Linked DNA regions of Mus musculus: all the other regions are linked to region 1. Evidence: chromatin contacts called from public HiChIP or PLAC-seq and promoter capture Hi-C data. All regions are on one chromosome and are shown on one strand. The core of a region is the stretch at or near the end of the contact, and the rest is flanking DNA. Distances in the headings are between cores, read along the strand shown. Region 1 holds the start of Zc3hav1 (zinc finger CCCH type, antiviral 1). Region 2 has its middle 39 kb from the start of Gm33318. Region 3 holds the start of Parp12 (poly (ADP-ribose) polymerase family, member 12). Region 4 has its middle 82 kb from the start of Gm33429. Region 5 holds the start of Tbxas1 (thromboxane A synthase 1, platelet). Region 6 holds the start of Hipk2 (homeodomain interacting protein kinase 2).

Region 1 (4,127 bases), core at 732-3,231:
GAATTCAAGGCCAGCCTGCGCAAGTCGGTGAAACTCTGGCTCCAGTAGCGGAGCACCTGCCTAGCATGCAAGAGGTCCTCAGCCCAATCTTTCGTACCACCACCACCAACCACAAGGACAAAAGCTCGGAAACACGATAGCCTAGAACCAACCATTCATTACTTCTGCAACACTCAGATGTGAGCCCTGGAAGAGGAAAGGGCAGAGGGATTAGAAATTATATAAACTGGGGGCGTGGAGCCGGGGATAAGGTTGGAGAGCTTGTTTGGAGGGAGTTTGGCCTATGTGAGCAAGACACTGGTTCCTCAGACCCCTGGATGAAGACGCAGGCCTGCACAGGTTATGTGTTTGGAAATCATCTCGGTAGTTATGACAGGTGAACCCCAGCAAGTGATCCTTGTCTTGGAGAAATTTGGAAGACAGCAAAATAAAAGGACTTGAGCCAACCCTTGGAAACGCTTATGAAGAAGAAGAAGAAGAAGAAGAAGAAGAAGAAGAAGAAGAAGAAGAAGAAGAAGAAGAAGAAGAAGACCAAGTAGGACCAGAAGCAGCTGCCTGAGAAGTTAAGCCACATTATTTCATGCAATTTGAGACAGTGGGTCGGTTGCAAGAAGGGGGGGGGGTGTCGTAGTACAGGCCACCACGCATACTAGGAAGAAGGCTGAGAGGCCACTATACCTTTAGTTATCTATCTGGCCAGGTGGAGAGACAAGGAGTGAAGGGTCACAGCGATCCAGGAGTTGGCGCACCCGAGACACAGGAGACTGGGCAGCACCGCTAGGATTCTGGGGCGATCGCAACATTCGAGGTACCAGAGTAGCAAGGAGAAAAAGGTGTGCCTGCAACTTCTACAAACTCTGGTTGGTGCAAACGTACTTTAATTAGGATTCTGGTGGGAGGTGAGAAGGGTAGAGAGGCAGCCTTGTCCGCCTTTCCAATAGCGCTTTGGCTACAGATTTTTCAACCTGGGGGTCTAACTTCACAGGAGTCGAATATGACCATTGGAAAACACAGATACTTGCATTACATTTCATAACAGTAGCAAAATTACAGTTACGGAGTAGTAACGAAAATAATTTTATGGTTGAGGGTCACAAACCTGAGGAACTGTATTAAAGGGTCGCAGCATTAGGAAGGCTGAGAACCACTGGTCTAGAGATTAGGAGGGATAGAGGGAGAAGGGGTTTGCAGCCGAGTGAGCCATATCCACCCGGTTCCCGCCTCCCCTAGGAAGCTGCCCCGCGGCGCCGGACTAGGCAATTAGAGAACCTTCCCCATTCCCGCTGCACTCACCGCTGGGACTGTGCATAGTGGCACCGGCCGAGCAGATTAAGCTTGCAAAGGTGCAGGCTGTCGCAGGGTCTCTGGCAGTACTTGCGACGGCAGACGCGGGCTCGAGTAGTAGCCACCACCGACCGAGTGATCCCGGCCTGGTCTCCAGTCTCCAATAGCACAAAGCGATCGGGCCCTGCTGCCTTCAGCAGCTCGTAGAGTTGCGCTTCGGGGAGGCTGATCTCACCCAGCAGTTCCTCCAGGGTCATGCGGCCCCCGTGAGCGCACAGGATCTTGGTGATGAAACAGAATACCTCGGGATCCGTCATGGCGCGCTATGGCTGCCGCTGCTCCGGCCGCTGCGCGGGACTCGGCTTCACGGAGAATCGAAACTTACGCGCGGTCCCAGGGGCGGACGCGGGCGGTGCCGCTCGCAGAGCAGAGCGGTTTCGCTTTCCAACTCCGGCGGTGGTGTCGCGAGGCCCGACCTCGACGACGAGGTCCTGGGGTCAGATTTAAAGTCAGCCGCGCGGGAGAGCGAATGGGAAGCGAGCGACGTTAGGCGGGCAGGTCCGCCGCGGCGCGGTACCCTCGGTTCCAGGCTAGACGTGAGGTCCCCCGAGCTCGGGACTGCAAGGCTGCTACCAGGAAGAGAGGAAGTAAGGACGTTCGTGAGGCTCGGGTGGAGTTTTGATGAGCCTGAGGAGAGTGACGCATCCTGGGGGGCCCACTAGAGGCGTCCTCAAATCAGCCCCACCCAGCCCCGGAAAGAGCAGACCTGGTGAGCGCTTCCTGTAAGCGGGACTCTCCGCCGAGTGTCGTCAATGCTCGCCACCACCTTAGGACATGGATATTATCCGAACTCCGCACTTGGGGAAATAACTTGAAGGAACAGGTGGAGCTCGGATGACCGAGGTTCTCGAGAGTTTGTTTCCGGGCCTGATTCCGCGGCACCAGATCTAGGATTACGCACTTTCTACCCAGTGCCGAGCCCCTCTTAGAGGGCGGTGATTGTTACTCTCCCTGGTTTCTTACGTAGCCTTCTCCAGAGCTATTTGAAGACCCACTCTTTGATCCTTTCTGGCCTTGCTAACTTAAAATCTCCAATTTTGGTGCCTCAAACCAACTGCTTAGAATGTCTTCAGATTTCCCCCACCCCTCCCCCCTTGGCATGAAGATGATTTTTAAGGTAAACCCTTACCTTACCGTAGAGTTACTGTAGAGACAGAAGGAAATAATAACTAGATTTCCCTTTGAGGAAAGCAAAGGCTGATGAAATTAAAGAGCCATCCGTGTCCCCAGGGAGCTTTCCGGAAGATTCTGCTGCTCCAAACATTAGCATTAAAAAAAAACTCCGATTGTCCTTCCAGACTCCGTAGTGAAACACACTCACCACACACAAACCTTATACGCTCTTCGGCCTCCTCCCCTTGTTAAATTGTGACTTTAAAACTTCTTTTGCACAATTGTGTTTAGTTTGTCTCATCTGTATTCTCAGCTAATTTGCAGGCCAGTAAACACTAGACCCAAATTAGAAAAAGAAAGGGGCTTTCCTTTCAGCACTCAGAAATGAAATGAATGGAGCGCTCACCGATCAGATGGGAACCCTTTCTTTAAAATCTGCAGGCACGGTGCAGGAGAAGTGTGCACTGCGATGCTTTCAAACTTCACAAGAGGGAGGTGCGAGTGACCCCACCCACTCAGACAAACACACGCTAAAATAATATTAAAAGCTTGGCGTGGTGAAGGCATGCCGGTAATATCAGCACTTGTGAGACTGGGGCAAAGGGATTATTGGCCAGGAAGATAATTGAGCAGGTAAAGGCACCAGTTGCTAAAACACAGGACACTAATTTGACCCCCAGAATTTCCCCACATGCTGGGAGAGTTTACTCTAGCAAGTTGCCCTCTGACCTCCACAACACTCTTTCTCTTCCTTCCTCCCTCCCTCCTCCTCCCCCCTCTCTCTCTGATAAATGTAATTTAAAATTTAAAAACAAATTCATAAGAAATAAAGTCTTTCAAATTCTTCAGAAACCCGAATGAGAATCCCTCTGGTGTGGTACGCACAGCCGCTCTCTCTGACTCACTGGAACGGTGGTCTGTAAAGCAGCCAAGCCCGGGCCTCATCTGGCTGCTTGTTGACTCTGACTCTTGCTTCTGTCTTGTCTTTTAATCCACTTGGCCTTATTTTCAGTCTGGCAGGTTTCCAGAGCCCCATTCTTATCAAATCAAGTAAGATCAATGTGTTTACTATCTTCGGTATGGTCCTTACAGTAGTGACTCTGAAGACACAGAAATCAAAGAAACAATCCCAGCTCCCAGAGGGCATCAGCTTTAGAAATAGCAGTGTCCCGTTAGGGGGTCAGAGGAAGTCCCTTGAAGGATCTAGAATTGTCAACTCCCTCCTCCTGGGGATGGATGAGGGACCAAGTAAAGGGGATTTTATAAATATTAAATATGAGTCTTTTCTATCAGATACTATAAACTTCTGTTTAGGACAAGGAATTAAAACATTTTCACTACCCCCACCTGTAAGAAAGACTTTTATTCAAATATTTGAAAAAAAAAACCATTAAAACTTTTCAGCACAAAGACACTGCTGCAATCAAGGAAACGGAGAGACTGAAATGGACAACCTCTTCCTCCTTCTCTTCATTTTCTTTGCTGGTATTTCCTTTAAGATTAACAAGACTTTAAGATCAAACAAGACTGGAGGTGAGACCCTAGCTATCTTAGTGGGTAAAGGGAACAAGACACAAAAAAAGAGTCCCAGGATGGCCAAGACTACATAGATTTAAAAAAAAAAAATGGAGGGGGGAGGAAGAGGGAGAGGAGAAGCCAAGTGTGCCTCT
Region 2 (4,127 bases), core at 1,071-3,570, 870 kb before region 1:
GATCAGGGGGTGGGGGGCATTGTCGGTGGTGACATCCCTGGGCTGGTAGTCCTGGGTTCTATAAGAAAACAAGCTGAGCAAGCTGGGGAAAGCAAGCCAGTAAGTAACATCCCTCCATGGTATCTGTATCAGCTCCTGCTTCCTGAACTGCTAGAGTTCCAGTCCTAATTTCCTCTGGTCATCAACAACTATGTGGAAGTGTAAGCTGCATAAATCCTTTTCTCCCCAACATGCTTCTTGGTCATGATGTTTGTTTGCAGGAATAGAAACCCTGACTAAGACATTATCTTTAACCTTTTAGCCACGGGCAGGCATTTACAGGGATTCTGTATCTTAGCTACTGTGGATGATGTAAAGAACATGGAAGTGCACATGGTTTTTTTGAGATGTTGGGGGTACTTCCTTAGGTTGGATACCCTGAAGTCAGGCTACTCAGAAACAGGCATTTATATTTGTGATACTTTTATTACTTATTGTCATTTTGAAATAATACTAATTATATCATGTTCCCCTTCCCTGTCCTCTCTCCAACCCCTCCAACATATCCATCCTTGCTGTCATTCAAATTCATGCCCCCCCCACACACACACACACTAAGCATTGTTATACGGCTATATGTCCCGAAGTCTAACCTACTCAGTCTGAATAATATTACTTGTGTGTATATTTCCAGGGACGATCATCTGGGATCAGAGAACTAACCCGTGTGCTCTTCCCTGGGGAAGACCAGCATTCCTTAGATGCCCGTGGGGCTGTGACCTTAGTTTTTCTCTAGTCCACTTTAGCACGTCCATGGTTGTTGTATTTGTTCAGCTCGTGTTTAGGCAGTTAGATTAGTGAGGCTTTGTGGGTGTAGCTTTTGACTTTACTAGGAGACACAACTTCACAGCAAACTCCGTGGCCCTCTGGCCTTTATAGATGCAGGAGTTATTTTGTAGATGTATTCACTAGGATTGAGCTCCACAACTCTGCATTTTGATTGCTTGTGGGTTTTTTTTTTTTTTAATGATCTCCCATCTGTTGCAAAGAGAAGTTTTCTTATTTTTCTTATTTTTTTTTTTTTGGCAATTCTTCTACTGTTTTGCACAACTATCCTATCAATTTTCATTCCCAGTACCAAAGTACAAGGAAACTTACATCATCTCCAACAAATGTTGTCTTTTGTTGTTTGTATATGTCTTGGTTATTGAAATGCCAGCATCAATCTGAGAACCTCAGGCAAACATTTATCACTGAACTATGCCCTCATCTCTGATCTAATAGCCATTCTAACTGGTGTAAGCTGATATTTAATTTGGGACTAAATTCACATCTACTTGACAATTAATAATGTCAAAATTTTTGAGCTGGTCATTGTGTGTATTCAGGGCCTTTGTCCATTTGGGGGGGGGTCAGGAGGTGCTTCAGACAGGAGTTCTCTGTATAATAGCCCTGACTATCCTAGAACTCACTATGTAGACCAAGTTGGACTCCAACTTACAAAAATCCACCTGCCTTTGCCCCTCCAGTGCTGGGATTAAAGGTGTGCACCACTACTCGACCCTTTGCCCCATTTCTTAATTGTTTATGTTTAAAACTATAGTATGTTTCATTGATCCTGGCAGTTTCAAACATGAGAAGTGTGTCTTGATCATGTACACCCCAGCTCCCTTCCTCCTACCTGTTACTCTTCCCCTCTTCATGTTGTCTCCTGTTGTTGAAGCCCACTGAATCTGTGTTGCCTGTTGATCTTGTGTAAGAAGGATAGACACAGTAGTTTCATGGTGCAATGACAATGTCATGTCCCAAAAGACTGCACTTCACATTAATCCTCCAGTTCTGTTCCCCGAACCTTCATGGAGAGGGGTCAACGGTCAGTCACTTTTTCTCACCACTTTGATCAATTATGAATCTCCACATTAATTGATGATAACTGTAAAGAGGAACTCCTCTGGCCAAGGACAACAACAGCATTAATCCATACATGTAGAAGAATTTTAAGTAACATGGCTGCTCTGGCAAGGGCTCACATCCAAAGACCATATAGGTCTATGTGATCCAGATGGAATGATACACCTTCAATCCCCCTGGCTGGAATATATATCTTTAATCCCTCTGGCTAGAATACAGACACACATTTAATACATACATTTAATCCCAAACAATGACATTTAATTTCCGGGCAAACAAAGTGAAGAATCAGAGAAAATTTGACAAAATGAGTCAGAGATGAGATATGCCCAACTCTTACAAGAACAGACAGGAAACAGAGGCTACTTAAGAGCAGTGCAGGAAGTGGAGTTCAGTTGAGTTCAGTGAAGGTCAGGTAAATGCGGTTGAGTGTGTGCAGTTCCGTTCAGTTCCATTCAGGTCACACAGTCACTGCAATCAGCACAGTTCAGTTCATGAGGTTCAGAGGCAGTTTTTCCAAATAGAGCAATTCAGTTAGAAACAGAGAGAAGCCAATTTGAATTAGTCATCTTGGAAAGGAGTTGGAACCAGAACAGCAGAGTTGAACCAGCCAGCCAGAGTTCAGAAAGAGCTAGCAACGGTCATGAGTTTATTCAGCAGTTAGTCTCAGAGGCTGAAACATTCTAGGCCTAGGTTAGCAGATGGAGGCTGGAAGCTAAAGCCTTCAAGGTCTGGGCTTGGAGAAGATTAGATTCTATGGAGGCTAGGAGCTTCCAGGCCTAAGCCTAGGAATAGATAGAACAGAAAGAAATGTTCTGGGCTCAGCCTAAGCATTGTGTTCACACAGCTTAATTAAGGCTCTCATCTCATTACTTCATCATTTATACACACATATAAATATAAATTTGATTATTTATTTTCTTATTGTTGAGGTATATCTCCCATATATTAAATATTGAGTTCTTATGATAGTGGTTCTCAATGGTTGTGAGGTCACCACAACTTGAGGAACTGTATTAAAGTGTCATTGTCGTAGTGTGTAAAAGGGACCCAGATCTCAGTAGGCACATAGACCTTAGCACAACTGACTTCATAATGGAACTACCATTCAGGCTGTAAAACTCAGCACATAGACAGCATCCCTTGCCAAAACTAAAACAAAGACCTAATCTATCAAAGTCCATATAGTTCTGGGAACGTCTCAAAATATACTAACTAGTTCTGGGAACATCTCAAAATATACTAACTTTTTTTTTTTTTAGTTTTTATAATTCTTTGTCTGGCTAACTGTTCTTCTTAGCTGAAGTATGTCAACCCAGAACATGTGTTTTGTACTTGAAAGATCATCCTGAGAAAGGCCTAGTGCTACATTGATATCCTGAGGACCCAGTGTAGCTGCTAACTAGTTAATAAGGACTTCTGTTGGCTTTAACCCATGTGCATGAAGTCTTCTCTTGTCTCGTCCGCTCTCAACCAGCAAGAACGACACGACCACCAGTCCTTCTAACAGCAGTTTATTCAGCAAACTTCTGTCTTCATCTCTCTCGCTTCATCTTTTTCCTCATCTTCCTCTTTCTCTCTCTCCCTGACCCGGGCCTCTCACTCTTATATACTCTCAGCCCTCATCCACTCAGGGCAGGCCACGTCACCTCACCAGGCACACAGCTTCAGCTAATCAGGGCAGCAGGGGCATGTCTCCACCAAAATGGATTCGCCAGTATCCTGGTGCACCTGCGCAGCTCTTACGATGGTTGTGGCTTATTTTCAGGTGTATGAGGAAGTCAGGTGCAAGTCATAAGACTTAGCTGCAGTCCCTGGCGCCTTCTTGGGACTGCTGCCACACCCGCTCCTCACATTCTCTGGTAAATACCTCATAACAATTAGGACAAGTGAGAACCACTGTTTTAGGAGGTATGCGGTTTACATGCATTCTCACTCATATTTGGGGTTATCTGTTCATGCGATTACTTATTTCCCTTGTGGTACAGAAGTTTTATAACCTAATGCAATCTCCTTTGTCTACTATTATCATTATTTCCTATTCTAGAGACAATATAAAAAAATCATTGCCCAGACAAATATCACTATATTTCTATAAGTGTTGTAACAAATTGTCACAAACTCAGTGGTTGAAAAGAACATAAATAAATTTGCAATTTTCTAGTTCCTGATGTTAGAAAGTGCGAAGTCAGTTCAATTGCCATGGTTCTGGAAAGCCCAAGGAGAAATCCATGTCC
Region 3 (4,127 bases), core at 1,111-3,610, 760 kb after region 1:
GAGGTCAGCTGTGATAAGAATACAGTGGCACCAAAGGAAAAAGGCACTGCAGAGTCGGGATCCAGGCAAGAACTGAGGAGAGGCCATTGGAAGGTATAAAACAATAAATAAGCCACATCTTCAGGGGTTAGGAAAAAGATGACAAAATGAGATGAGAAGAAGGGAAGCTAAGTTCGTGCTGCCAAAGCCAAGTATACAAATAACTGCAATAATAGCAACATAACCTTAGCGAGCATTTACTATGCAACAGAGATTGCCTCAACAAACCTGTGAAGTAAGTAATCTTATCATCACTGAGGGGCCAGAGTCAGCCAGAACGCTACTTTCCCAGGGTTACTAGGCAGCAAAGAGCAGAGGTGGACTGAAACAACTAACTAGCTCACAGACCACGCTCTTGATAGGCAAGCACACTGCCTCCTGAGCACAGGTCTGGAAGTCAGGGACTGAAGACATCTGTGACTGGGGCCACAGTATTTACCACCCAGCAGCTTCCAAATCAGTAGGTAAGGGTTTAGCCTTCCTTTTAAGTAAAGATCTCAAACCCTCTCTGGCTTTCAGTCCACAGTGGGAACAGAAACAAGAGTCACCATCTCTCCCACAGCCTCTCTTCACGCTGGCACACTCCCCTTTAATTTCCCCAAATCTCTCGCATACACCTCGTTTGGACAAGTTCTAATCTGTATTATTTCCGAATAAATAAGTCCTAAAGACCACATTTCTTAGACCATACCCCTTAGGTAGGGGTAGGAGACAGGTTCAGGTAAATGGGATATTTATCACTTTTAGACCTGACCCACACAAACTTCCCACCAGACTTCCTACCAGGGAGACCTTCAGCCCCCAGAACTTGATACTTAGAACTGTCTCAAAAGTGTTGAGGGTGCAGCTGTACCCAGTCTGGATCCCTGATTGACTACACAGGTCAAGGTTACTAACCCAACGTGACTATTAACCTGACATCATAAAAAGTGATGTCTACTGTTACAGCAAAAGGAAGCAGGGAGGGAAGAAACTAATCCTTCTAGATAACTGGACTAGATTCGAAGCATGAAGTCTCCAACATCCTCTCCTAACCCAGCATCCCCGAATCATTACCCAAGACATCTTCCTAAAACACAAACCTCACAGCTGACATTCAACAGGCCTTATCACCTTTAAGGTGAGGCCCAAATTCTTCAGTATAAACAGATTTCACTAATCACCTTGCAGGTGCAAGCAGAGAGCAGCCCAGACTAATAAGGACATAAAGTGTGTTGTGGAAGAGTTAGAGAAAGCTCAAAAAAGCGAAAAATCTTTCAGCTCCTGCCCGAGGCGCTAAAAAAGCAAACCAGGAAGGGCATTCCAGACAGGGCTCTGCCACCTAAATGAAACAAAGTGGGGGGTGGGGGGTGGGGGTGTAGAAAGGCACCCAGGAAGGTCTGTGGCTAGAGGAGAGCGGAACTCTCTATGGATCTTGAAATTCTGAATTTCGGCTTGTAAACAGACAAACAGAAGTTGAGTGGCACTTCCAAAGCCTCCTTACAGCTGGGACAGCAAGCCTTGCTGCCTGCTCCTCAAAGCAGCCCTGAGGACCAGCTTCCCTCCTGGGGGCCATACTGCCATGCTCAGGTGTCCCTCTTGGCACCACATTCTATCTGTGCTAGTCCACCATACACTGCCAGTCACTAAGTAGGTGATCAATAAACGTTCTTGAGAGTGAAGGACAGGCGAGGCTGAGGAACTGTCACCTAGCGGTCTGCCCCAATCACGGGACGAGGGTGGAGGTCCGAGAGTGGAGGGCCAGGAGCATCCGCCCAAGCCCACCGTTGGCGTCCTTACCCGGTCTTCAGGAACTTGCAGTTGCCGTAGATGAGAAACTTGCAGAGATGCAGCTGCGCGCAGAGCCCGGTGCAGCCCGGCTTGGGGCCCTGATGCGCGCGGCACAGACGCAGCGACGACACGGCCAGCACCAAGCGCTCCGAGGCTGCCGCCGCGGCCTCCCGGCCCGCGCCCACGGCCACGACCGCCCGCGAGGCCACCACGAAGCGCCCGCAGTCCCGCAGCAGCCGCTCCAGCGCGTCGGTCCCCAGGCTGGTTCGCAAGCGGCGCCGCAGCTCCGCCAACTCCAAGGCGCCCCCCGCCGCGCACAGCAGCTGGGTCACCTCTGCCACTGCCACCGCGGCCTGGGCCATGGCCGTCGGACTGAGGCTTAGCACGGACGGCGGCGCCTTTCACGGGCCGGGCCCCACTGTTTCGCTGGAAGGAAACGAAACCGAAAGCGGGCTCCGGCCGGGAAAACAGGAGCCGTGGGGCCTTGCCACGCCCTCGGGCCGCAGCTGAGGAGCCGGCGCCCTTGTCTTAGGGCCGCCAGCTGGGGACCGCGCGGCTCGACGGCGGCCCGCGCTCGCTTGCGCGCGCACTGGGCGACCCGGCGTGCCTCGAGGCGTCGCGCGGCCGGAGATGCGGGGCGCGGGTCCTCACGGGGCCGGACTCCCGCGTCTGAGGGAGTCGTGGCCGCTCCCTTCGAGGCAGCAGCGTCCTGTGAGGCGAGTGGCGCGTTCAGCTAGGCCCGAGGGACGCCGCGGGGGGTTCAGTCAGCAACCTCGATCTCGGAAAAGCCGAGCGAAGTTTCCAGACGGCGCCGGCCGGTTGCGGCCGGTTGGTGCGTCGGCCGGCGCGCTCAGGGGGGCTCAGAAGTCGCCCGAGCCAAAGCGGGCTTTAGCAGGCGGGCCTCGGAAGCGGGGACGACGGACCCGGTCCCACCGCACCCCGGAACAAACGGAAACAGTCGCTCCGAATTGCCAGACACTCCGCTTTTGTAGCGGATCCCGCATTTCCAGAAGGAAAGCGTAGGTACGTCCTTTAAAGGGGGCCGATCCTCCCTCCCTCGCCCCTTCTGAGTAAAGGTGATGCACCTAGTTCGATTCCTCACCGGAAAGAACTCTCCTGTGTGTTACCCTGGGAGTTAAACGTTCTCGGGGTAAGTAAACGGGGGTGTGTGGGGGTATACCTATTAAAATACGACTTTTGGCACCCCCATTCCTTCCTCCAGGAGTCTCCCGGGAATAAAAGCGTTAGTAAGTCATGTTCACAGGAGAGGACGGAGTACTGGAAACAGTAAGACGGTGATTCAGACAACAAGAGTTTAACAAGCATGTTAATTCTCTGGGTTTGACCTAGAAGGACATTAGTATGTTGTGAGAAAAGATTGTAATCAAGTAGTATTCCATGGGGCTGATCGGAGGTTAAGCGGCCGCACTGCTCTGGAAGAGGACCTCGGCCGGGTTCCCAGCACCCACATAGCAGCTCACAACTGCCTGTAACCCTGGTTCCAGGAGGGATCTGACACCCTCTTCTGGACGCTTCAGACACCAGGCACGACAGGTGTGAAGGCGCCTTTAATCCCGGCACTTGGGAGGCAGAGGCAGGCAATCTCTGAGTTCTAGTCCAGTCTGGATTTGAAAGTGTACACAGTAGGATGTTTTTGAGTGAGCATGAAGCAAACCCAACACTTTGGTCACAGTGGAGTGTGGGAGGTACTAGGAAAGTGGAAAAAGGAAAGGTGAAGGCTGAAAATTGGGAGGTGAGTGCTTAGAAAATTAATTTAAAATGAATAAAATTTTATTCTAAGTATAAAATACTACAGAAAAGAGCAACTGAGGGTATAGCCCCTGGGCTCAATCCTTAGGAAGGTGTGTGCTGGGGGGGGGGGGGAGTATTACTACAAAAATGTAATAAAATGGGATTAGAGTAGACCAATTGGCAAACCCTGGAACCCAGTGAGAGATTCTGTCTCAAAATAAGGCGGGAACTGGAGAGATGGCTTAGCAGAGAAAAGTACCTGCTGTCCAAAGCCTGCCAGCCTGAGGTGGATCCCCAAAACCCAGGTAAAAGGGGATGGAGAGAGAAACACCCCACACCCCCAAAATTGTCCTCTGACCTTCACATGTGTGCTGTGGCACACACATACATATACATAAATAAACTTAAAAAAAAAAAGGCGGAAAGCTCCTGAGAAATGACATCCTACCACACACACACCACAAAAAAAAAGACAGCAGGCTGGGCCAGAAACTCAGTGGTAGACTGTATAAACATACAACACATACAACACTAGGCTCAATTTCCCAGCAGCAACCCTTCTCAAA
Region 4 (4,127 bases), core at 880-3,379, 740 kb before region 1:
AATAGATTTTCCTGTTCTTTGCCCTTTTTAATTTGGGTGGACTAAAGGAGTGGGGCGGGCATGTTTGGTTCCGTGGTCCTGATGCGACCGGGGCAGTTGATGTCAGTGGCAGCGTTGTGTTGATGCTGCGGGCCGTGCAAATATCCATAGACTGTGCTGCTGCCTGAAGCCATGTTGATGTCCACTGGCTATGATAAGGGGCTTGGGAGGATGTCTGGGTCCATGATCCTGCTGCAGCCAGGGCCGAATTGATTTCCATGGCCTGTGTTAACACCAAAAGCTACGCCAATGCCCATGATCTGTGCTGCCATTTGAAGCCGTGTTGATGACTAGGGGGTCAGGCTGTCACCAGTGACTGAGTTATTGCCCATGGCCCATACTGCCGCTGGCGACCCGTGTGTCTGTGGCACATGCCACATGTCAGAGGCCATGGTCCATGGACCATGCTGTAGACAGAAACCATGTGGAACCACCACATGGGTGCTCATCTCTCATATTTGGTTCTGGAGTAAACAGAGCCCCATGCCTCTGCTTACAAAGGTAATTACGAAGGACGGCTGTACGCTCACAGTTGAAAAAAAAGAGCCATAGAAGGCTTCTGTGAGAACACCCCTATTCCTCCACCTCTTCACTGCCTCCCCCACCCCAAGCAGTATCTTAGACAGGAAGCTATTGACGAGAACTATTAAAAGTTGTGATAAAGATGATGAAGTGGGGTTAGGGGTGGAGAAGGACTCACTGTTTTTTAAGGGGCTGGCCACTAGGGGTTTGACCATGCTCCAGTGAGTATATGGACAACACAAATTAGACTTTTCTTCCTTCCTTCCTTCCTTCCTTCCTTCCTTCCTTCCTTCCTTCCTTCCTTCCTTCCTTCCCTCCCTCCCTCCCTCCCTCCCTCCCTCCCTCCCTCCCTCCTTCCTTCCTTCCTTTCTTTTTTGTGGAGAGGAGGAAGACCACCAGGGGTGGTGGACCTGGGAGGCCTGAGAAGTAAGGGTAATCAGGTGCATTATGTGAAATTCCCAAACAATCAACAACAACAAAAATTAGGTGGAAAAAGAAGAAAGTTTACTCCAGAACCAAATATGAGAGATGAGCACCCGTGTGGTGGTTTGAATAAGAATGGCCTCCATGAGGTGGCTGTTTAGTGCCCAGTTTGTGGAACTGCTGAAGAAGGGTTAGGAGGTGTACCCTTATTGGAAGAGGCCTGTCATGGAGGCCTCATGCCAGGCCCAGTCTCCCTCTCTGCCTGCTGCTAATGGATCAGATAGAAACTCTCAGCTACTCCTGAAGCAGCTCAACGGCCAGCTGGCTGCCATGTTCCACACCATGATAGCCGTGGACTAATCCTTGAAAATGTAAGCAAGCGCCCAGTTAAATGCTTTCTTTTATAAGCTGCCTTGGTCATAACGTCTCTTCAAGGCAACAGAATGATAATTAAGACAGCAAGGGAACACAGATTTAGGTTACCCCAAATTCAAGTTTCCAACATGGAAGCAGTCTTAGGAAGTTTTTTATAGTAACAGAACAACAACAACAACAGAAAAATCATAATCCAAGGCACTTTTCAAATTGATTGGTAGAAATATCAAAGAAGCAGTTTATAGCCAAGAAAGAAGTTCAGAGGCATGCTGTCTGGTGAGATGCTTAGCTCCTGGGTAGGTAGAAACTAATGGTCAGCTAAGGGAATGCATTCCAAGGGGTTTTTATCTATTAGTCCTGGGATGTTAGGTCACATGCAGAAGTGGGCCAAGAATGTCTATTTATGGGGCTAAAGACAGGCCAAGATAAATTGCAACTCAGTCCTTGACCTGCACTATTCTAATCTCTCTGTGGTTTCTGGAAGCTCTAATCAACCCAGCAGAAGAATCAATTGGAGATTTCTGGGAACTTTCCTTCACACACACACACACACACACACACACACACACACACACGCTCACTGGTCTCTCGACCTTTAGGGATTCTCCTGGTTCTACCACTCAGTAGCACGTTACTGCAGCCAGCTCTGTGTGGGTTCTGGAAATCCAAACCCAGGTCCTCGTGCTTGGGTGGCAAGTGCTCTACTCTAAGCCATTTACCTCTAAGTCCACACCTCATAAGTGTCAGCATGTGTTTGTTATGTCATTCAACAACAACATGAGTAAATGGGGCGGGGTGTTCCTGACAGTTTGCTCCCAGGGCAGGTTTAGATTTACCAAACACGGTGGTGTTTGCCTTAATCATAGCTTAAATTGACCTTCCCAGTCTCTGCATTTACCAGGAGTTACTCACAAGCCAGAAGCTGCTGGCTCAGAGGACTAACCCCAGGCTTGCCTACCTCTCTAATACGTTCAGATACGTTGACTTATAGACCTCCATTCTTGACATTATTTTTGTCTATGTCCATCTGTGACTAAATTCCACTCCTTGTATAAGAACACCAGTCTAAGATTAGAGTGCTGGGTACAATATGACCTCTTCTATCCCAAAGTCCCAGAGATCCTAAGATATTTCTTCTCTGACCATATTCACACCAGGGGTAAAGGCGTGGCATCAACGTATGGTTTTAGGAGATGCAGTTCAACCCGCACTTCCCCAGCTAGTCAATCACTCTGTTCCAGCACACTTCTCCCTTCTGTGTCCTTCTAACCTTCAACTTAGTCTGCTTCACTGAAGTCAAACTATGCTATTCTCAATAGAACTATACTCGGAAACACTTCTTTTGAATACAAACAACCTAGACTCATAATGTCCGAGGAAAACCACATATCCAAGGGTGCCGGCCTAGTTCCTCTGAGAAGGAAGTGTTTGATAGCTGCCTATCAGATTTGATCTCTGAATGGTCTAATGAGCCCAGTACTTGAACGTCAAAAGAATAAAATCGTGCGAGTGAAGGAAGCATAGAGTTTGTGACCAGAAAACCCAATTATAGCACAGCTACTCAGGGAAAAACTGGGACCAACACAGCTCTAGCAAATCTAGTGTGTATCGTCTGCATGATGCCCCAGCTTAAAGCTCCACCAACGACCCAAATTTAATTCCCACCCTTAAGGCAGTCCTAGAGTACACCCAAAACTATGTCTTTGATTAAATGGAAATTCTTGGGAATAAGGAAGAAGAGGAAGAAGAGGAGGTAAGAAAATAGGAAATGGGGGGAATAGAAAAGAATCCCTCTTAACCATCATTAAACAGACATGGGAGTTGGGAGTGTGGTCCCTGAGACAAACCATGGGAAGACAGTCATTGGCAGTTCCAGTCTGGTTTTAAGCTATTTTGGCTGTTACTGGGTAAGTCATAAGGCCCATAGTGAATTCCCAGGCTTTTGCATTTAAATGGGAGTAGACAGTACATGGCTTTCACTTCAGTGCATTGGGTTGGTCATGTGTTATGATTAGTTCATGCTTGACCCTCCTGGGGAATGTTTTCAGAATGACAGAACATTTCATTCTCAGAGATGTCTCTGGGGTTCAAGGAGATCTAATCTGCATATTTACAGGGCCTCTGGTGACCTAGCCAGCAGCTTAAGATGGCTCCTTCTCTTTTGTAGGAGGGCTGTTATTGTTACTCCAGCTGCACTTGGGTAATGACGCCCACCTTTGCACTCTAAACATAGAATGAGAGAGCAATTAATAGAATTTAATCACAGCAAAAGAAAACCCTACTTTAAAAAAAAATCATCTTGCTTCAGAATAATATAGTTGTGCTCTGTGAACCAAAAATTTTAGACTTAATTTAACCTTAATCCTTAGCAATAGAATGCCATTTTTCTATAAACCTAGCACTTAGGAGACTATCATGAGTTCCAGGCCAGCCTAGGCTATAGTGGAAAGTCCTGTCTTACAAGCACAAGGACATGAGTTCAATTCTCAGAAACTGTTTAAAATAAGAGAGAGATGGTGGCACATGCTTGTAGTCTTAGTGCTAAAAAGGTAAACAGAGGCAGAATGCCTCCCTAGGTATTGTTGGACATCAATCTTATACTACTCAGTACATTCATGGCCAGCAAATGGATGGGCATGGTGACTCGTGCCCATAATTATCAGCACTTGGAAGAAGAAGGTGACATGATCGTAAAGTCCAAGATTGTCACCTTCAGGCAACATAGCAATTTTGATGTCAGCCTGGGATAAACCAGGATGCAAGAGACC
Region 5 (4,127 bases), core at 984-3,483, 560 kb after region 1:
AGCAGATAGAGAAAGGGTGTGGCTGTCTGTCTCAGTTTTCTATTGCTGTGATAAAGTACCATGGCCAAAAGAAACTTGGGGAGGAAAGGTTTATTTCATCTTGGAGTGCGCAGTCCATCATCCAGGGACGTCAAGCCAGGAACCAGAGGCAGGAACTGATGCAGAGATCATGGAAGAGTGTTGCATACTGGTTTGTTCTCCATGGCTTGCTTGTTCAGCCTGCTTTCTTATAGAACCCAAGAGTGTCTGGCCAGCATCACCCACAGTGAGCTGGGCCCTTCCACATCAATCTCCAATCAAGACCAGTTTTCCTATAGGCCAGTCCTTCGGAGACATTTTTTTTTTAAATTAAGAATTCCTCTTCCCCAATATGTTTTGGTTTGTGTCAAGCTGAAAGAAACCTACCAGGACACCATCTCTCCATAGCATTTGCAGTTTCTACAGATCGCACGTCACCTAGGGATACCTCCACACTTATTGTTATCCTTCGGGTGTGAGCAGCCCCTCAGAAAACTGGGTATCTCTGGCTGACCACTTGCATTCCATAACAATGGCAATGAGCATCTGGGGTCACATCAGGGGTGAGCGTACGTCATCCATAGGGTGATATAACAGACACATTCAGGACGGAATGGATGACCTGGCTTATACCACGACAAAACTATGTGACCTTATTCTAGTCCCTCTCCCTTTCTGGGGTTCTGTTTCCCTCTCTATAAATAACACTTTGCCACGATCAACATTTCTCAGAGCAAGTTCCTTAGAGTACTCCATCCGAGCTGTGTTAATAAATGCCCCTGAAGGAGGATTCTGTGGTCAAAGGCACTTGGGCTATGCTGCTGGCCACATCCCACTCAACATTCCCAGGGCATATCAGCAACTTCATAGCTCTGAATGGAGCTGCAGTAAATAAACTTACTGATTAATGTTTAGACCAGCCTTTCTCACACTTATCTCACCTTGGACGCCTTAGGGAGCACTGTGTGTGTGTGTGTGTATACACAAGTATATATGTTGTTTTTTCCACAGTGTTGCTCTGGCATGTGCACTGAATTCAGTCACATCTGAGGTTGTTCCTTCCCTGAGCATGGCCATAAACCTGCCGTTGCTCCAGTAGCACTAGCTGTCACTCTGCATGGTAGCTCCTTAATTTGAGCAGACTATCTGACCCTGTGGAGGAGAAGCCTACTCTGAGAGAGGAGAAAGAAAGATGGGGGGGGGTAGTTGAGGAAAAGAACAAGGCTCGTGGGTCTTACCGTAGTACTTAAAGCGCAGAAAGGTTTTCCCACCTCCAGGCCTCCACCCATGCTCTCTTTCTGCTTCTCCTGCAGCTCTCTACAGGACAAACTGCTTTCTCACAGGCAAATCTCAGTGATGGCTTTCCTCCCTAGAGTCTTCCCCACTATACCTCCTAGCAGGCCATCCCACAGGCTGTCCCCGAAGCTCCGTTTTGAGAACCTTCACAGCACTGTTCTGCACTGGTAATTATTCCTTCGTTTGTAGACTGTATATCCATCTGCAAAGAATCTTCTCCAGGGTTGGGGGCCAGCATCATTTGTGAGTATGGCGGATGCTGACCCCATATACACTCTATGAATGGCCGAATAACGTCATGGTGGGTGTTTTCCTGCTCACCCAACCTTTTTATCTGTCTTCAGGATGAAACACGCTGATGAATAAGCAAATAAAATCATCCAGTGTCTTTCATCAAATTAGACCAGAAGCTAGAACAGTCAACCCACACACGACTACGAGTGAGCTTTTACACAACCAACAACTCATGCTGAGAGCGCTCACCCGAGGTAAGATCTGTGGTCTGCACCAATACTGTGAGCATGCCTCTCCTCTCAGTCAGGAGCTTGCATCCTATAACCAATGCACTGGGAGGTGGTTGGCTACAAAGCAGATGATGCTGTCCACCTGGCCCCCAGAATCCATGGAACATTCAGAGTGCCCTGGCCTGTGTCACCACTGAAGTACAGATCGACAAAGGTGTAGAGAGGCAAATCTTGCAGGAGGTCTTTCTCTGAGGACGGCGTATTTGAGAAGCAGTCAATGGTTAACAACCATTTTGCTTCATGATGACCATGAGGCCCGCCTGTCTGCTCCTGTTTCTGGGGAAGCTAACATAAATGTTTATTGACAACACAGTCATCAAGAAAATAAAGTTGCTGATTCATTGCCCTGAAGCCCTTTGTTTCTCCCTCTGCTTCCTTCCTCTTTATAAAGAAAGGCACACTCTAAGAAAGAGCACTTTTGGGGGACTCACTTGATGGGATGTTCAGCTGACTACCTACTTCTTTCTCCACCACCTATATACAGATCAGGACTCCTATAAGGGCAGGAGAGCAGCACCCTCTTTCCTCCTGAGGACCACCCCTCCGGGGTCTCCGAGGAAAAATGGAAGTGTTGGGGCTTCTCAAGTTTGAAGTCAGTGGTACCATAGTGACTGTGACTCTGCTCGTGGCTCTCTTGGCCCTCCTGAAATGGTAAGTGTGGCCAACCACAGGGACTGCGACACTACAAATGTCAGCCCAGGAGCCTGTGGTGCCAGGTGGGGTATGCGGGCGTGTGTTTTTCTTCTTGTCTAATCTAGAGGGAGTTGAGTATTAACACGGCTTCGGAATTAAAAGCAAACAGCCAGGTTAATTTTTTGCTAAAATGCATGAGATTCAAGTGTCAGGAAATGCTGGAGACTCTGTGACTGGGAACGCTACACACAATTAAGTCTGAAAGAAATGGAAAAAGAAGCGGATTGGAAAGGCATCGGGGATGGCTAGAAGGGCTTTCTCCAACCCTGACGTACCTGCTCACCTTGTTTTTTGAAATCATTTCATGTTGAGTTTGCAACGAATTCAGCCTCTTGGCTCACATCAAGTTAAAGACATGGAAGCTCTTCGGCAAACAAACTTTACTGGGGACAGAGATGCCTGCAGGGTTAAGGACAAAGTGGTAGAATAAATTTCCCAATTTTCTAATATGTGGTAGAAGGGGATGGGTGCCAAATTAAGAGCCAGGTGTGGTGACAATGAAGCTGGGGACCCAGAAGGAATCTTAAACTTGTGCTACATACACTGTTGCTCTTTGTGTGTTTGTTAGTTCAACAACAGACCTTGTGTTTTAAAAGCTGGCCCCAATGGTGACTGTGAAGGACAGACCTCACAATGAGCTATATTTGTGTTTACCCAGCGGGGTCCTTACCTTTCCTGGAGATACCCATGGATTCCCAAACACTTGGATTTAGGTTGTCTCTGGGTTTTGAGGGGAAAGTGGAAAAAAAAAAGAAGAGCTGGAAGAGAGTTTCAATTTATGTTTCTAGTGGTAATAAAGCCACCCGTAGATTAATAGCTGGGAAGGCACTTTGAAAAACATCAAGCATTATGCAAATGTGAGGTATTATTCTTTTGGAATTTGCATAGCTGAAAGTGGAATGTGCGTTTGATGTTCTCTGATGATGATATGACTTATTGGAAATTGGCTCTGAAGCCCAGCATCGGGCCCAGTGCTCTTTTGGTTTTTAACTGGTTTGGTTATTTTTTTGAACTTTTCTGTCTCAGCATAGCTGATCTGGCATTGAAACCAGCCACGTGTGAAAACAAGAGCAAAGGGTAGTCCCTTGCCCCCGTCCCTAACAACCCACTTCAATGTGTTCTCAGTCTCTGTGGAATCCAAAACAAAGTATGTGGCATGCAGTAGGTGCATAATAGATGTCTACCACTATAATTTTCTCCTACTAAAAGCAGAGGAAAGCGTGATTGTGGGTGGGGAGGGATAAGACGAACACATGGGTAGTGTGTGCAAAGGCCTAGGTTTAAACCCCCACACTGAAAACGAGCCATCTTCAGTGGTTTGCTTTATGTGTCTTCTCACTTTTTATTAATGTTCTGGTTATGGGCTAGGGCTATAGCTCAGGTGGTAGAGAACTTGCCTGCATGCACGAAGCCCTGGGGTGGATCCCTAGTACCATACACACTGGGTTTAGTGACATTAATCTGTATGTAATCCCAGAACTGGGGCGGGGAGGAGGAGGGAATGCGTGGTAAGGGCAGGAAGATGAGAAGTTCAAGATCACTCTTAACCAACCCAGACTATATAAGATCTTGTCTCAGAGAGAGAGAGAGAGAGAG
Region 6 (4,127 bases), core at 787-3,286, 520 kb after region 1:
GGAGTGTCCAGCAGAGGGAGTCTCAAGGAGGTACTTAATAAAGAGAAAACTGTTTCATTTTAACACTCTAGACAGTGGGAGCTTTGACTGCAGCCCCCCTCCCCTAGACACAGATGAACAATGAATGCCCGACATGGGTTCTCCTACATGTTCACGTCCCCACTGGCATGTTTCTAGTCTACGTGGTGGAGTGATCCGAAATTTTGTTTTGTTGTGTGGAACGGTTAAATAGACCTTGTGTTCTTCGGAATCAAAGAGGAAAGCCCCTGGAATAACATTTCTCTGTTGCTTTCTAAACAGCCCCTTTGTTTCTAAGAGACTCTGGAAAAAATATTTACAGTCCATAGGTTATTTACAGCCTTGTTATTCAGAGCCTGAATGGTAAGAGAGTCCATGCAGAAACCTAATTCATTTAGAGCCCTGGTACTAATAACAGATTTTCTTTTCAGATAAGTTTTTTTTTTTTTTTTAAATCAGCCTCTCCTAACAGAGATAAAACTATTAATGAGATCCCTGTTTCACTCGGCCCAACAGTTCCCTGGGTTTATAGGATTACAATCTCCCCTAGCCCCTCCTCTTGGTTCCTGGCAAACCCGTTTCCCTCTCATTTGCGATTTCATACACAGAATATCTGAACAAAACCGAAAGAAAGCCAGATGGACCCACGCTAAAAGTATGTAAAGGGCTGCTATTTCAATGATTTCACGAGAGAAACATTTTCACGACGAAATAACTGAAAAAATCTGGCACACTTTGGTTGAAAAATACCCGGTACTACAAGCACACAAAACCCCATAGAAGAGTAAAAACTTAGTTGATTCCGGCTTGATTTTCTCGCTGCAAGCTGACGGAACTGACTGAAGAGAACCGAAAGAGTGCGCGAGGCAGCTGTATCGCCTTACCTTTTCTTTCTTCTAAAGACAGTCAAATGGGAAAAAAATCAGCCAACGCCAGGTGAAGGTGCACAGCACCGATCTACCCAGGCCGAGCCAGAAAACCTTCTTTCGCACCCCCTTCCCCGCCCCCCCCAAAAAGCCAAACTACATTCTCCCTTCCACACGCCAACTGCGGGGAGATTTTGAGCCTATTTCATTGTTCTGCCTGGGTCTGAAATGGACTTTTCATCTCAACCCTCTCTCATCGCTTGGCCCCTTTCAATCGGATTCCACAGCCACCACCACCACCACCACCCCCCAAAAATCGGAGGCTCGGGAAGAATAAAGGAGTGTGGGGTGGGAGTGGAGATGTTTGGAAAAGGGAGCAGAGAGGACGGACAAGTAGAAAGGAGATCGTTTAAAGGTAATGGGGGAGGACCGCATCACCTTCATTTATCACAAATAAACAGAAAGCAGTCACGGATCCGTCTTTTCCCACACGCCGCCCCCATTTCTTTTCTTTGGGCAGCAGCCCACCGGCACACACCCCCCAGCCGCCTTCTCTGCCCTGGAAATAAGATCCTGCTCCAGGCCGGCTCCGGTCCCGTCTGGACCCAGGATGGGGGCACCGGGGAAGGTCGCGAGCCCCCAGGACCAGGGCCCGGGGCTGCGGCCGGGGGCTGCCGGGCGAGGGGCCGCGGGCAGAACAAAGCTACGGGGGCCGCGGCTGGCCGAGCGAGCGGGGGGATCGCGGGCCGGGTGCCCCTTACCTTCGTACACGGGGGCCATCGGGGCCGGGGTGTCCGCGGTTCATGGCAACGGAGAAGGGAACGCGGCGCGCGAGCTCGGCCCCCTCAGCCTCAGTGGGAATCTGCCATCTTGAGCCTGTGTCTCCGCTCTCGGCGCAGCCCAGGCCGCCAGCGCCCGCATCACCGCCTCACTTGGCCGGCGCCGGGGGAGGGGGCCGGGCGGGCGCGTCGCCGCCGCCGCCGCCGCCGCCGTAGCCGCGGCCCGGGCCCTGCGCGGGGGGCTCGGCCGGCCCGGGGCGGCTAAGGCGCCGAGGCCAAGGGCCGGGCGGGTCCGCGAGGGCGGGAGCCGGGGCGGGCTGCGGCGGCCAGGGCCCGGGCCGGAGCTCAGCTCCGCATGGCTGTGAGGCGGGGGCGCCGGCAAAAGTTGCCCGTGAGGAGCAGGGGGAGGGGGCGGGGGCGGGGCGGCGCGGCCGGGCGCGAGCGGGCGGGCGGGCAAGCGCGAGCGAACGAGCCGGGAAGAGCCCCAGGGAGTCCGCGCGCAATCGAGCGCCGATGGCACGGATGCGAGGCGGGGAGGGCCGAGCCGAAGGGCAGAGCGGGGCGTCGGCGGGGGCCGAGCGCGGCCCGAGGGGAGCCGAGCGGCCGTGCGAGCGGGGCTGGGCGAGAGCGCGGTGCGCTGGCCCGCAGCCGCCGACCGGAGCTCCGCGGTGGAGGCGGCCACAACTTTGTGTGTGCGTGCTTGGGAGTGCGCGCGTGGGTGTGCGCGCGCCGGCCGACCGGGCCGGGGAGCGCGAGCGGCTGCTGCCGACAGCAGTCCCGCTGCCGGGCAAAGTGTCTTCACCCCAGCGCGTGCGGGCTCCGTTCTAGCCGACACGCGGGGGAAATGACTGGAGGGAGTGGGCGCGTAGTCCTCCCGGGAGAATGTCGGGGGAGCTCCCTGAACTGCTCGGGGAAAACGCAACGTCAGGATGGACGCCTGATCCCGATGTTTGGAGAGCCCTCTCCTCCATCATCCGGGTGGGAGGGTCCCACCTAGTGGCTCCAGGGTTTTGCTTTTTTTCTGCTCACTCGGGCCGGAGCGAAACGTTCTCTAAACTCTCCTAGCCTGGATCTCTGCCCTGATTTGCCTCTCCAGCTCGCTTCTGGACGTCTGCACGGGACGCCCTGCCTTTTGCCTCCAACTTACGAAAACTTGTTGAGTCCTGATATATGAATAGTTCATAAAAGAAATTAAGTGGGTGACAACAAAGCTTCTGAAAAGCCAACAAAATATTAGTATCCAGCAAAAAATATTTTGTCTCATAAACCCTTTATTTTCAGGTATGAATACTGGACACCTGATGTAAATTGTATTTCCTACCTGTAAATCATAGGTCCAAAACAGTTTAGAAGCTACCTTGAGGGTGGGGATGTAATATGATGACCTCTAACTCTGGAGAACTTTCTTTAAAACAAGCCCATTGTTTTCTTTTCTTTTTAAGACCATTGTTTTCTCACTATCTTTCCAGCTTCTGTATCCCGTGCCCATCCACCACCCAAAAATAAAAAAACAACCTAGCTCCTGCACACACGTGGCTGGTTTTGTTACTGGAAAATAAGTTTCACTTCATCTTGGGATGGTCCTTGACGGCGATCTTCTTTGCCTCAATATTTCATATTACATTACACTAGTGCTTTCCTTACTCTAATGTTCTTCACGTTGTAGACTCCTAGGCGACCATTGGTAAGGGGAACCTCAGAGATCATCTAGGCCTGCCTTGCCGTTTTGCAGTCCAAGAAGCCCACAACAGTAAAGGATATTATCCAATGATACAAAGTATTGGACCTTAACTTTAGATCTTTAGGCCCCTACGATCTTCCTTCACACTCTTCACTTGTCCCTTTCTATCCCCTTGTAATCCTTAACTGGTTTCCCTAGATTTGTTCATGGCCGGTTGCTCCTAAATACTGCTGCTCTCTCAAATGGAGTGGTTCTGGCCACTCCATGCTCCTACTTCTATCTTCTAAAGACTCACCTTCATCTAGTGCTAAGTCTCTTAGTTCCTTGGCTTTTAGTCAAGACAGACAGGTTCCAACTTACCTCTCCTAGGACATGATTTCAACAAATCACTGCCTCTCCAGCCCGACTGGTTTACCTGTGGTCCTCTGCCAACCTTGCTCATCTATGCCTTTGCCCAAAATGTCACATTCCCACAAGTGGTGTCTTCTCTCTTTAAAGAATTCCTACCTCCCTGCAGGTTGGCTCATTTCCTCCATAAAACAACCTAAATAATGTGAAGAAGACAAACCTGAGTTCAAACCCTAGTTCTCCCACTTGGCAAGTGTATGAACATGGTCTCCTTGTCTGACCTCACTGAACCTTGGTTTCTACATCTTAATTATAATAAGAATATTAATATGAATATACGCTCCCCTGCACTCATCAGTTTCTACCCCGCCTTTACTACATAGATATGCAATTGCTTGTTGCTTCCTCTGCCTCTTTCCATGCTGGTCAACAGAA

Evidence for each region. Promoter capture Hi-C pulls out the DNA fragments that hold promoters and counts their contacts. HiChIP or PLAC-seq counts read pairs in DNA pulled down with a chosen protein or histone mark.
Region 2: a contact with region 1 is called in a promoter capture Hi-C map of liver, with 2.4 times the contacts expected there. The contact joins the enhancer-like site here to the promoter of Zc3hav1 in region 1. A contact is called at or near these places in 3 of 39 promoter capture datasets (cranial neural crest, frontonasal cranial neural crest and liver) and 5 of 115 datasets of contacts at active chromatin or transcription factors (embryonic stem cells, extraembryonic endoderm stem cells, large pre-B cells and 2 more).
Region 3: a promoter capture Hi-C map of liver shows a contact between it and region 1, with 5 times the contacts expected there. The contact joins the promoter of Parp12 here to the promoter of Zc3hav1 in region 1. A contact is called at or near these places in 2 of 39 promoter capture datasets (liver and neural stem cells), 1 of 484 Hi-C or Micro-C datasets (liver), 2 of 115 datasets of contacts at active chromatin or transcription factors (memory CD8 T cells and thymic regulatory T cells) and 1 of 9 other capture datasets (liver).
Region 4: a FOXA1 HiChIP or PLAC-seq map of pancreatic cancer cells shows a contact between it and region 1. The contact joins the enhancer-like site here to the promoter of Zc3hav1 in region 1. A contact is called at or near these places in 4 of 115 datasets of contacts at active chromatin or transcription factors (bone marrow-derived macrophages, extraembryonic endoderm stem cells, microglia and 1 more).
Region 5: an H3K4me3 HiChIP or PLAC-seq map of fetal liver shows a contact between it and region 1, with 2.4 times the contacts expected there. The contact joins the promoter of Tbxas1 here to the promoter of Zc3hav1 in region 1. A contact is called at or near these places in 1 of 484 Hi-C or Micro-C datasets (the G1E-ER4 cell line), 3 of 115 datasets of contacts at active chromatin or transcription factors (cardiomyocytes, fetal liver and pancreatic cancer cells) and 1 of 9 other capture datasets (pancreatic islet).
Region 6: a contact with region 1 is called in a promoter capture Hi-C map of pre-B cells. The contact joins the promoter of Hipk2 here to the promoter of Zc3hav1 in region 1. A contact is called at or near these places in 5 of 39 promoter capture datasets (the C10 cell line, fetal liver, liver and 1 more), 4 of 484 Hi-C or Micro-C datasets (CD4 T cells, embryonic stem cells and muscle stem cells), 3 of 115 datasets of contacts at active chromatin or transcription factors (pancreatic cancer cells, stem cell-derived neural progenitor cells and thymic regulatory T cells) and 2 of 9 other capture datasets (liver and pancreatic islet).

Annotation. Positions count from the first base shown.
Region 1 is chr6:38,352,622-38,356,748 of GRCm38.p6, forward strand. It overlaps Zc3hav1 (zinc finger CCCH type, antiviral 1), which reads right to left and starts at 1,982. Exons shown (of 13, transcript NM_001347122.1): 1 at 1,294-1,982. The coding sequence starts at 1,601.
Region 2 is chr6:37,479,026-37,483,152 of GRCm38.p6, forward strand. No RefSeq gene overlaps it. Among named protein-coding and RNA genes, the nearest start is that of Gm33318, 39 kb to the left of the region's middle. Within about 2 kb of position 2,321, at least 26 of the 459 cell types and tissues checked have an H3K27ac peak or open chromatin away from gene starts, as enhancers often do. A contact at or near this core is called in liver, where this site is marked.
Region 3 is chr6:39,115,989-39,120,115 of GRCm38.p6, forward strand. Parp12 (poly (ADP-ribose) polymerase family, member 12) reads right to left here and starts at 2,361. Exons shown (of 12, transcript NM_172893.3): 1 at 1,819-2,361. The coding sequence starts at 2,171. It overlaps 4930599N23Rik (RIKEN cDNA 4930599N23 gene), which reads left to right and starts at 2,485. Exons shown (of 4, transcript NR_045813.1): 1 at 2,485-2,832.
Region 4 is chr6:37,610,957-37,615,083 of GRCm38.p6, forward strand. No RefSeq gene overlaps it. Among named protein-coding and RNA genes, the nearest start is that of Gm33429, 82 kb to the left of the region's middle. Within about 2 kb of position 2,130, at least 19 of the 459 cell types and tissues checked have an H3K27ac peak or open chromatin away from gene starts, as enhancers often do. A contact at or near this core is called in pancreatic cancer cells, where this site is marked.
Region 5 is chr6:38,916,753-38,920,879 of GRCm38.p6, forward strand. Tbxas1 (thromboxane A synthase 1, platelet) reads left to right here and starts at 2,234. Exons shown (of 13, transcript NM_011539.3): 1 at 2,234-2,489. The coding sequence starts at 2,401.
Region 6 is chr6:38,874,154-38,878,280 of GRCm38.p6, forward strand. It overlaps Hipk2 (homeodomain interacting protein kinase 2), which reads right to left and starts at 2,037. Exons shown (of 15, transcript NM_010433.2): 1 at 1,646-2,037. The coding sequence starts at 1,664. It also overlaps a transcript of Tbxas1 not described here.